Linked DNA regions of Ovis aries: all the other regions are linked to region 1. Evidence: chromatin contacts called from public Hi-C data. All regions are on one chromosome and are shown on one strand. Each heading gives the region's core, a stretch centred on a gene start, on an enhancer-like site or on the middle of the called end of the contact. The rest is flanking DNA. Distances are from core to core; before and after follow the strand shown. Region 1 holds the start of TIMP3 (TIMP metallopeptidase inhibitor 3). Region 2 overlaps SYN3 (synapsin III). Region 3 overlaps SYN3 (synapsin III).

Region 1 (3,480 bases), core at 415-2,914:
AGATTCCAGCTGCAAAAAGGACACTTGCACAGATAAAGCTAGCTGCCACTAAAAAGTCCAAGAAAATAAACACCTGTCTTAAGGCAGGAATCAGAGAATTCAGTTCCTGGCTGGTTGCCAAGTAATGGCATCTTTCTGCAACAGTTTCCTCATCTGGAAAGTGTGAATAACACTTTGTGTTTTTCCTATCTAAAAGGATCATTGTGAGATGTAATGAGGTGAAGTATGGAAAATATTAATATAAGGCAGGCTCAAGAGGTTACTGAATAAGAAAAATAGTCATAGTATCAGTTTTTTAGCAGATATCCATTGTTCCTCATGTTCTTGAATCCTGGATAGTTCTTCAGGATCTAGTTTCATTTCCGGTTGGAATTAGTTCACCTCTAATTCCTCGCTGAAGGATGGAGACTTGTCTGCCCTCGGTGGGGTTACCATTTCCTCGTGCCCTAACTTACTGTTTTTCGAGTAAGCCTAGGGACTTTGCACTTGCTGTTATCTCCTCCCAGCTGCCAAAGGGCTGAGGCTTCTTGTTCACAGCCAGGCTGTCACCTTCTCAGCCATTTTGCTTATTATCCCGTAGACAGCAGCGCCCTCCGCAGTATTTCTAACCCATCATTCATCATTCAGGGCACTATTACCTTAGTAAATCACCCTATGTACTCATGTATCTTCTAATGTATTGCCTACTAGTTCCATGGGAACAAAGAGTTCGTTTTGCTCATCCCAGAATCCAGAACGATGTCTGTTGAATGGCCTCATGATTTACTCCGGCTGAGCCCGGGAAACAACCTTTCGTTACAGTCAGTTCCAAAAGGCAAACGACTTCTTCCTACTGAGCAGGAAAGTCTGGAGCAGCGATACGCTGAGGGATAGGGGATTTGTCAGCAACCTGGTTCTTTCCCCTCTGACCCGGCTCTCTCCAGAGAAGGCACAGTTAGCCTTTATTTATCCTTTCCACCAGGCGCAGTCAAGGTCCCCAAGGCAAGGCCACCTCTGACCTGCCAAAGGGGTTGGTGCTGGGGTGAGCGGTAGTTGATTTTGGTTTGAGTCAGAGGCGCCCAGAGGGCGGGGTGGGCGTATGGCGGGTTTGCAGGCGAGGAGGGCAAGGGGGCGCCGCTCCGAGGGCCCCTGCGCCAGCGCGTAGCAGGGGCGCGTTCAGCCCACCCACTCGCGTGCCCACAGCTGTATTATTCCCTAAAAGGACCTGAACGGGACGGGCGGCCCCGCCCCGTCGCCCCGCGCCCCCGGCCCCGCCCCCTTTTTGGAGGGCCGATGAGGTAATGCGGCTCTGCTATTGGTCGGAGTCGGCGGGCCCCGCGCGCTCGAGAGGGGGTGCCCGGGGGGACCCGCGCTATATCACTCGGCCGCGGGGCTGCGGCGCAGAGCGGGCAGCGGGCGGACGCTCGGACAGCTTCTCCTCCTTCTGCTCCCTCAGCTCCTGCTCCTCCGCCCAGAGAGACTGCCCACCCGCCCAGTCCTGCGCCAGCGCCGAGGCAGCTCCGTCGCACTCCATCCCGTCCCGCCGGGCACTCGGAGGGCGGCGCGCTCCAAGCCAAAGTTGCCCCCCACAGGCGGGCGGGCGAGCGCAGGCTGCAGCGACCCGGCCCGTGGCGCGCAAGGCAACTTTGTAGACGCGAGCAGCAGCCCCAGCAACGGCAGCGGCGATGACTCCCTGGCTCGGGCTCGTCGTGCTCCTGGGCAGCTGGAGCCTGGGGGACTGGGGCGCTGAGGCGTGCACGTGCTCGCCCAGCCACCCCCAGGACGCGTTCTGCAACTCAGACATCGGTAAGCGCTCCCGGGGTCCCTGCCGGAGCCCCCGCGGTGACCGTTCGCTCGCGCGCTGCAGCCGGGACTCCGGCGCTGCTATGGGTGGCCTCGCCAACCCCCAATCCTTTCCATTGCCTGGGCTTGGGGGGAGGTCGTGGAGGTAGATTCTGAGGTATGCTTCAGCATGACCGAGGTGGGTAGACGCAGAGAAACCCACCGAGGCCGAGTGAACTCTTTGTAGCCATGGTCTTTTAGGGCGTGAGGTCCTTACTGGTCTTTTTGACATCTGGAAAATTCCCCTTTTCACTATCACCGGAGAACTGTCTGGGGAAGAAAGATGGGGAGAGCATTTCTAAAACTTGTAATGCCAACTAAAGTGCTGGGATGATGATGAGTTTAAAAAATAAAAATTAAAAAGAAAAAGTTGCCAGTCATGTGCAGGGGAAAGTTGCAGGAGAAACTTGTAGTTTTCTGAGTTTTCACCATCTCCCCACTATGTTCATTCTTTTCACCAAGACCCAACTCAGCCTCACAATCCCTGGGCAAGTGCTAACTGAGCTTCTTGGACTGCCAAGTTTGGGTGGATTTAAGGGGGGAAATAAGAAGGAATCTGTGGGGTTGACCCTCCCCGAAGGAACTGTATTTGAAAGTGTTGATAGCAAGCAGGAGGTGGCGTGTGTGAGGGATCACTTATCACATAGCTGTGAGAATTCACAGGAAGGCTTTTTTTTTCCTTGAATGTGTGTGGGGTGGGGGGAGACACGGCAGTGGAAAACAGGTTTGTTACCAAAAGAACAAAGATGCCAAGGGTCACATCATGGTGACTATTCCAAATCGGACTTAGTGTCTTGATTAGAGACAAGGGCCTTTAGAGTCCTGGGAGAACTTGTTTCAGAGTGTTCGGGACACTTGTGCTTGGATGGCCAGAGGGGGAGCAGCAGCTGGAAAACATCTCTCCTCTCCTTTCCAGCTCATAAAGCTTGCAAGTCTAGTGGCCCTTGCTCTGTGTGTGTGTGTAAATGCGGGCGGGGGGTGGGGTACAACACAGTCTAGTCACCCTCTGCCTGTGTCCATTCAGAGGTGAAGAATGGAGCGTGTGTGTTTTAAGCACAGTCATAAAGAGGAAAAGAAATTTTCCACTGGGTCCTGGGTGAGGGCCTCCACAAGTGTGCTGCAGGGGAGGAGGGGGAGGAGGCAGGAACCTGGCAGGGGAGGCAGCTGAGGCTGGGAGGGGTGCTGCTGGTGGGCCTGGCAAGCCTAGGAGATGTGAGGGAGGTGGCTGTGGTGACTGGGTCAGTCTGGCTGGCAGGCAGGAGTATTTGTGTGACCTAGGGTCACCCACATTAGTGGCTTCCTGGGGTCCTTGCTGTGCCCCTTTCCTTCTCCTGGGGGAATCTGACTGGCCCCTGGGTTTGTGGATTGCAGGGAAGGATTCTTCGGGGCTGCCAGAGGCCTGCAAGGTTTTCTTCTCCCTTGACTGCCCCCACCCAAATTCCACTTGGCCTGTCCCTCCTCACCCTCTGGGTGTCATTCCCACCTAACTGATGCTGGCAGCTACTGCTGGGGGTGGCGGCTCTGGTCCTCTCAGTGAAGAGCACATACTTGGGTCCAGGCATCAGGTGGAGTCAGGGCGTCGTCCTCTACCTGACAGTGGTTTGGGCGTGTTCACTTGGATTTCCGATGTGTGTGGAGAGGGAGACCTCATGCCTTCCC
Region 2 (3,480 bases), core at 312-2,811, 170 kb after region 1:
AGACTGATGTCTGCCCAGTGACCTGCCTCCCCAGGGCAAGGCTGTAGCCAGGCAGGTGAAGTCTGGAGGAACAGGAACAGCTATTGCTAGGAGAGCCCATGGCATCTGAGGGACTTCTCTTAAAGAGGAGGACCTAGGCAAGAAAATCACATTTTGAAGAATGAGGAAAGACTCAGAAGTTGGACAGTGGAATTATCCAGAAAAAGGCAGGGCAATGGCAGGAAAAATGACTGAGACATAAAAGCAGAGAGAGGAAAATGAGAAGTTTCAGGTCTGAGACTCTTTTTAAGGGCTTGCAGGCTGGCCCCTTCAGAGTCTGAGCCTCTTCTGCATTATTCCTCCCAAGTTGCCAGCCTAGTTGTACTGGAACCTGCAAGTGACGGGGGCTCACTCCCTCACTGGGCAGCCCACGTGGTCTTCTTCCCATTACATACACTGAGCTGACACACCTCCCTCTTTGTCTGCTTTACTGGCCTCAGTTCTACCAGTTGGGAGCCACATGAAACCGGTCCTCTAGCCACGACGGTTTCTAAACTTGGCTCTTCATCATTTTAAAAATGTCTCCTGAGCTCTCCTCTGGATATTCTGTCTCAGGAGTTCTGGAAGAGCCTCTCAGAGTGGCTGTCCCACACTCATTCTGACTCCTATTATCAGCACCCCCATCCGCACTTGCATTCCTGAACCAAGCCTCTCTCTTGCACACAGTCTTGATGGGACTGTCCCCAAGTGTCCCCAGGACATCTTATGGAACCAGTCAGGTTTGTTCTTGCCCAGGAATTTTATTTTTAAGCAGAGAGGCACAAAGCTTGGAAGACAATAGGAGCTGACTTCTCCAGAGAGTGTTCACAAGTTCCTGCCTCTTAGGTCCAGACAGAGCCCTGGGTCCTGACCTCTCCAAAACTTGGGTCTTCTTGTTTTCTCTTCATTCTGTGAGCCTCCAGCATATTTTCCATAAACCCTCCATTTTGCCTAAGTCAGCCAAAGTCATTTCTTTTTCTTGCAAACAAAGAACTCTATCCATACAGAAGGTGAAGAGCAGTACCTGATAATCTGAATGTCATTCTGACGGAAACAGTGCTTTGGGGACCGTGATCTCAGTTTATTGTCATTGTTTGATTGATGAAGGCACTGAAGCCTGGAGAGGACAGGGGCCCCCCTGAGATCTCACAGCATCAGCAGGGAACGGGGAAGGCTCCCCTCAGATCTCACAGCATCAGCAGGGAAGGGGGAACTGGAGAAGACACAGCGTCCATCAGACTCCTCCCCGTGCTACCTTCTGCTCTAAGACACTTCCCCCAGATTTCCTAGCCACACTCTCACAGGATGAAGACTCTACCAGGGCAGGAGACAACTCTTCACTGTTTTCCCCTCCCTCCCTCTCGCCGTGCAAGAGCAGGGGAGGAAGCGGCCGGGGCACAGAGCCTCTGGATTGGATGGCGAGAAGACCTCACGGAGAGAGGTCAGCACTTGAAAAATTCCTCAAGTCAAAGGGCTCGGGGCCTGGGTGCCACACAAGGCCCTCACTGTGTGCGGACATTGTCCCCCTGATAAAAGGGGCCGGGCCTGGGAAAGCGGCGCTGGTGTCCAGGCGACAGGCCAGGCTGCTGGGGAATGCCCAAGGCCCCTCCCGCACCAGGCACCAGGGCGGAGGGAGGGGGAGTGGCAGGGGGTGCCCAGAGTGGGAGGACAAGCCCAGAAGTCCAGCACCACCCCAGGTTGCAGGGGGTGGCTTGTATGAATCCGTGAATGAAGGGAGTAAGAGGATGGCAAGACCCCTCTCACCAGGCCTTTCCTAGCTCCCTGCCCCCCACTGCTGGATTTCCCCACAGGGAACAGGCAGGGCTTACCCTTATTTCAAGGAGAGTCTTAGGGGTAGAGGAAGAGGTGGGTGGGGGGAAACATAAGGATTTTGTTCCCTAGAGCCTAGTGTCCCCAACAGACAGGTGTAAATCCTGCCTTGAGCCCCCGACCAACTCTAGGAGGAGGGGAACCAGCCCGGTCCCCGTCTTCCCATCTTCAGAGCAGACAGTGTGCCAGCCCACCAGCGCCCAGACAGCCCTCCTCCGGGGCTTCTAGAGCGCAGCCCTCAGGCACGTCCAGCTGAGCTGAGAAACGTGCCAGCGGCTTCCTCCCCACCGGCTGCCAGGGCCACTGCATTCGCTAGCAGTTAGTATCACAATTAGCTGGGGTTTAATATTTATTTCATTTTATTTATTTGGCTGTGCAGGGTCTTAGCTGCAGCACACAGGATCTTCCGTCTTCACTGTGGCATGTGGAGTTCTCGTCGCAGCATATGGGATCTTTGGCTGTGGCATGTGGGATCTAGTTCCCTGACCAGGGACTGAACCCGCGCCCCCTGCATTGGGAGTATGGAGTCCTAGCCACTGGACCACAGGGAAGTCCCTGCAATCAACCGTTAACACCATCACCATTTCAGTGCCCGTTACGACAGCTAAGCCCAGTACCAGCCCCCTCCACCTCTTACTGACCCTTCGTGAGAGGTGCCACGATCCTGCCTTACAATGGAGGAATGTGAGGCCCAGAGGCCAGACTCCCCCAAGGTCTCATGAGTGAGAGAGAGGAAGGGGTCCAGGCAGTCTGCCTCGAGACTGTCCACTCTATTTTGTTCCTGCCCTGCTGGTGACTGCGACTGTTCAGTCCTCATCACAGGCCGGGAAAGCAGCTTCCTGAGAATGAGGTCAATGGAAGGGGTGGGAGGGCTGGTTTGGCTCCCCAACCAGAAAGCAAGGACGCACAAAGGCCAGCTTCTCACTGGGCCCATGTTAGCAGGGCTGGGCACTGCCTCTTGTTGCCACCCTCCGTTAGTAGGGTGGAAAGATAAAGTAACAGACATCTACTTAATTATGAACTCCAGATAAACAACAAATAATTTTGTGGTACAAATCTATATATTGCATGGGATATGCTTATACTGATTCACTGTCTAATTATTAATTGGACATCGCCATTTTTACTGGCTAAAGCAACAAGCAACTCTACCCAAAAGCCTCTGCTGGTGATGCCAGCTCTGAATTTAATACCCCCTTCCCACCCACTGCAACCCTCCCCCGACAAGACAGCACAGTGGGAAGCAGAAAGTCCTGGTCTCCCTGGGGCCAATTAGGCCACAGCAAGGCTTCAAGGGGCTGCCAAGACTCCCTGAGCTCACGAGTGTCTGGATGGCTACAGGAAACCCCACTTCCCCTGGCACCTCAACATTCTGGCTGCCCAAAGGCACTGGTGGAGGGGGTGCTTGAGGCGGGTACTTTCCTCTGAGGAGGAGGCCACTGCGCTTGGCCACCACGCTGTAACAGGGAGTCCTGCCCTTAGACATGAGTGTGTGTGCCCACATGAGTCAGACACGCGCGTGTGTGGGTGTGTGCGCTCACACGAGGCTCCAGAGCCCTGCTCCGGAGCCCTCAGGCACAGCACACGAGGCCTGTGCTCAGGTGCGAGAGGTTAGGATGACAGGAGAACAGG
Region 3 (3,480 bases), core at 660-3,159, 150 kb before region 1:
GTCACAGAGTCGGACATGACTGAGCAACTAACACATAACAGGCCGGTCTTAGAGTATTTGAAAGGTGTTTCAGAAATCCCTGGTGGAAAACTCTTCTACCAGGTATAATTCTAGACAACTCTAGATAACTCCTGTCTTTCTTTGTCTCTCCTATAAGTGTGGGCTGACCCTGCCACGCAAGCACAGTGATAAATCAGTTGACATGCCTTCAGGTCCCCAGCTGTGTGACCACAGATAGTCATTGTATCTTTCTGGGATATACCCAAGAAAAAGCAGGCTCTACTGGACAATACAGAATGAAAAAAAAAAAAATATATATATATATATATGCACATATACACATACTCCTCTTCAGCAAACAATATTTGCTGTTTCTAGAACTTTACTTTTAAGTGTCTGATTTCATTCACTTGGTCAACATGTATTGTATGGCCAGGTACTGGGGGACATATTGGTGCGGGACATATTGGTGCAGTACATACTGGCTCTCCTAGGGAAACTAGGACTCCTAGCTAGTGTGTTGAATAAAATGGTAAAGAATGTCTAACCCTGGCTATAATTTTGGCTGATTATTGACAGAAATTGTTTATCTAACATCCATGTGTTGAGCACCTCTTACCTGCCTGACTTCTGGTAGATCTATGAAAGAAGGTTAAGAAGGTTAAGATAGGGTGCCTGCTCTAAGAAAGCTTATTAATCCAGATCTGTCTCCTTAAGGGAGACTTCAGCTGGCCAACGTGGTCAGGGGAGTTTCTAAAGGGTGCTCCCTTCACCCTTCACCTGTAACCGGAATCAGGTAAGGAACCAAGCCAGAGACCCTGTTTCTTTGGAGGATGGCTTCCATGTTAATCCATCTCAGAGAAGTGGGCAAGGCTCAGTGTGCCCACAAGGTGGCGGCATTCTAGCATATTCCCAACTGCTGGGGTTACTGGGAAATAGCGCCTTCTGTTGGCAAGGAGGGGAGAAACCACTTCCTCTCTTACAGGGGCTGAGAGTGGGTTTCATCTCTTCTGTTCAAAGTACAAACCTGGGAAAGTCCTGCAACCAGGGGCTGAGGGGAGAGGGCGATGGTGCTGAACAAAGGAAAATGGTGCTAACGATGCCTTATCTGATCCAGCAAACCTTCCTGGATGCCCTCCCGAAGTTCCCCTAACCCCAAGTATGTGTAGAATCTCCTCTGGGTCCCTTCACCTGAGCACTTGCCACACTGAATTTGCATCACTGCTTTACCATTTTTCTTTCATATGGCTAGGACCATATCCCTTTCCTCTTAGAATGCCTGGTGCCTACACAAAGTGTGACCCAGGGTGAGGGTTAAAGCTCCTTGTTGAATGAATGAAGTTTGTTCTAAGCAAGAACTTAAAACAGAGTCTCACTTGAGTACCATCATCCTGGCGAGGGCGTCTCAGGCCATTATCATCCTTGTCTTCAAAGATGGAAACTGCAAGATGGGAGACCGAGGATGAAGCCCAAGATGCCCTGATGTTAGTCACCGGAGGACCAGGATCCACTTTACATCTACCTCTGGCCAAAAGGTGCCAGCCTCGTCCAAGGCAGCCAGAGAATAAAGGTGGAGGAGACGGAAAATTCAGATCTGAGTCTGGCGCCCACTGCAGAAAACTAGGGCCCTTAATCTCGGTTTTCACGTGACTTCCATCTCTGACCAGGGAGGGGGCATGAGTTTCAGTTCTGTGGCCAGGGGCGGGGGGAGGTGGTCCACTCCTCGGAACAAGCAAGTTCAACCTGCTTCCCATCTCCTTCCAGCCAGGCCTTTCCACCTCTGTGGTTGGAGCTCCAGCAAAGAAGAAAGCAGTCAGAGGCATTCTGAAGGGCTCAACCTCCTCACATTCCAGCCCTGGCTGAAGCCAGCCCAGGAACAAGTGGAGAGCCTCTCTTGGAGGAAGTGATTCAGAAACCACGATGGCCTGGCGGCCCGCCGTGACTCACAACACATCAATGGAGGAATTGTCTGTGGAGGCTGAAAATACCAAAGCTCTTTTCTTTCCTTCCTTTCTTTTCTTTTTTTTTTTCTCTTTCTTTTTTTCCCCTCCCCTTGGCGGCATTGTGCAACACCAGAGCTGCCCAGAAACATGTGTTTCTCATCACTGGCTCCAATAGCCGCCTTGGAGGACTGGGGAGAAAACAAGACTGAGAGTGAAGAGACCACAGGGGGAACTGCAGCAGTTAAAGCGGGGTTGGGGGCTTCTCTTTCACCACACCCGAGTCCTGTTTCACCATCCCCATCAACACCAGCATGCCCAAAGAACATCTGGGATGGCAGAAAATAGAATTTTGGGTCTGGGAGAAAACTAGTCTGTCTCTCCTTCTATCTTTTTCTACATGGGGAAACTGAGGCCCCGAGAAGAGAAGTGGCTTGCTAAATATCCTCAGTTCAGTTCAGTTCAGTCGCTCAGTCGTGTCCGACTCTTTGTGACCCCACGGACTGCAGCACGCCAGGCTTCCCTGTCCATCACCAACTCCTGGATAAATACCCTACAGCCTCATTACATCTTGTATTTTGCTGCAGCAACTGCATTTTTCTGTATCCCAGGTCAGGAAATGTAGTTTGATAAAGGGTGATTTTCATGAACTTGGGCAAACTCCAGAAGATAGTGATGGACAGAGAGGCCTGGTGTGCTACAGTCCATGGCTTTGCAGAGTTAGACACAACTTAGCAACTGAACAACAACAAGTGAAAAATGAGAAGTCATAGTAAGTTTTGTTATAAATCTATCAATGGTCCCTTTCCCCTTGTCTATCAGACTTAGGAAATTGGTCAGCACAAGGTCACTTAGGTCATCTGCAAATTCTATAGGCCATTTTGCAGTTTTCATCCAACTCTGTAGCATGCGACATTGGTGCCCATTGGTACCACCCCTCTGTTTTTCTTTCCTAACTCTGCAGCTGCTTCTTTTCAGCATCCTTTGCCCCTCCACCCACCTACCTACCACTGGCTCTCAAACATCTAAGTGGGATATGGCTCTCTCCGAGGCCTTCTTCTCTTCTTATTCAGATCCATGTTCCTGGTATTAGCAATGACCTGTTCACTGATGGCTCCCAGATCTTATCTACAGCCCATTCATATTTTCTTAGCTACAGATGTGTATATGTCGCTGTATTCTCAGCACCTTCTTTGGATGCCCCAAACTGAATGCATCATTTTCCTCCAAAGCTCTTTGACTATTTTCTTAGAAAATATTTATTTGGCTGTGCTGGTTCTTAGTTGCAGCATGTGGGATCTAGTGCCCTTACCAGGGATCCAACCTGGGCCCCTTGCATGGCGACCACCAGAGAAGTTCCCCTTTGACTATTTCAGTTTAATTGTCAAGCAACTATGGGATCAGTACAGTCAGTATTCTGAAGCATGAACTTTGCAAGCTCAAAGGCCTGGGCTTGACTTGCAGATATGCCATTTAACTAGCTATGGGGCGCTGGCCAAATTGCTTAACCTTCCAATTTCCTCATCTGTAAAATGGGCAT

What was found. A called contact is a pair of places that touch in the nucleus more often than the background predicts.
Region 2: a contact with region 1 is called in a Hi-C map of hypothalamus, with 6 times the contacts expected there. The contact joins the enhancer-like site here to the promoter of TIMP3 in region 1. A contact is called at or near these places in 7 of 16 Hi-C or Micro-C datasets (hypothalamus, liver, muscle and 4 more).
Region 3: a contact with region 1 is called in a Hi-C map of tail adipose tissue, with 9 times the contacts expected there. The contact joins the enhancer-like site here to the promoter of TIMP3 in region 1. A contact is called at or near these places in 7 of 16 Hi-C or Micro-C datasets (hypothalamus, liver, mesenteric adipose tissue and 3 more).

What each region holds. Positions count from the first base shown.
Region 1 is chr3:176,989,870-176,993,349 of ARS-UI_Ramb_v3.0, forward strand. It overlaps TIMP3 (TIMP metallopeptidase inhibitor 3), which reads left to right and starts at 1,665. Exons shown (of 5, transcript NM_001166187.1): 1 at 1,665-1,785. The coding sequence starts at 1,665. All of the region lies in intron 6 of SYN3 (synapsin III), which reads right to left.
Region 2 is chr3:177,157,825-177,161,304 of ARS-UI_Ramb_v3.0, forward strand. The region is part of intron 2 of SYN3 (synapsin III); the gene reads right to left. It overlaps LOC132659468 (a long non-coding RNA gene), which reads left to right. Exons shown (of 2, transcript XR_009599973.1): 1 at 1-1,459; 2 at 2,228-2,930. Among named protein-coding and RNA genes, the nearest start is that of SYN3, 44 kb to the right of the region's middle. Within about 2 kb of position 1,562, at least 7 of the 54 cell types and tissues checked have an H3K27ac peak or open chromatin away from gene starts, as enhancers often do. A contact at or near this core is called in hypothalamus, where this site is marked.
Region 3 is chr3:176,843,247-176,846,726 of ARS-UI_Ramb_v3.0, forward strand. The region is part of intron 6 of SYN3 (synapsin III); the gene reads right to left. Among named protein-coding and RNA genes, the nearest start is that of FBXO7, 150 kb to the left of the region's middle. Within about 2 kb of position 1,910, at least 20 of the 54 cell types and tissues checked have an H3K27ac peak or open chromatin away from gene starts, as enhancers often do. A contact at or near this core is called in tail adipose tissue, where this site is marked.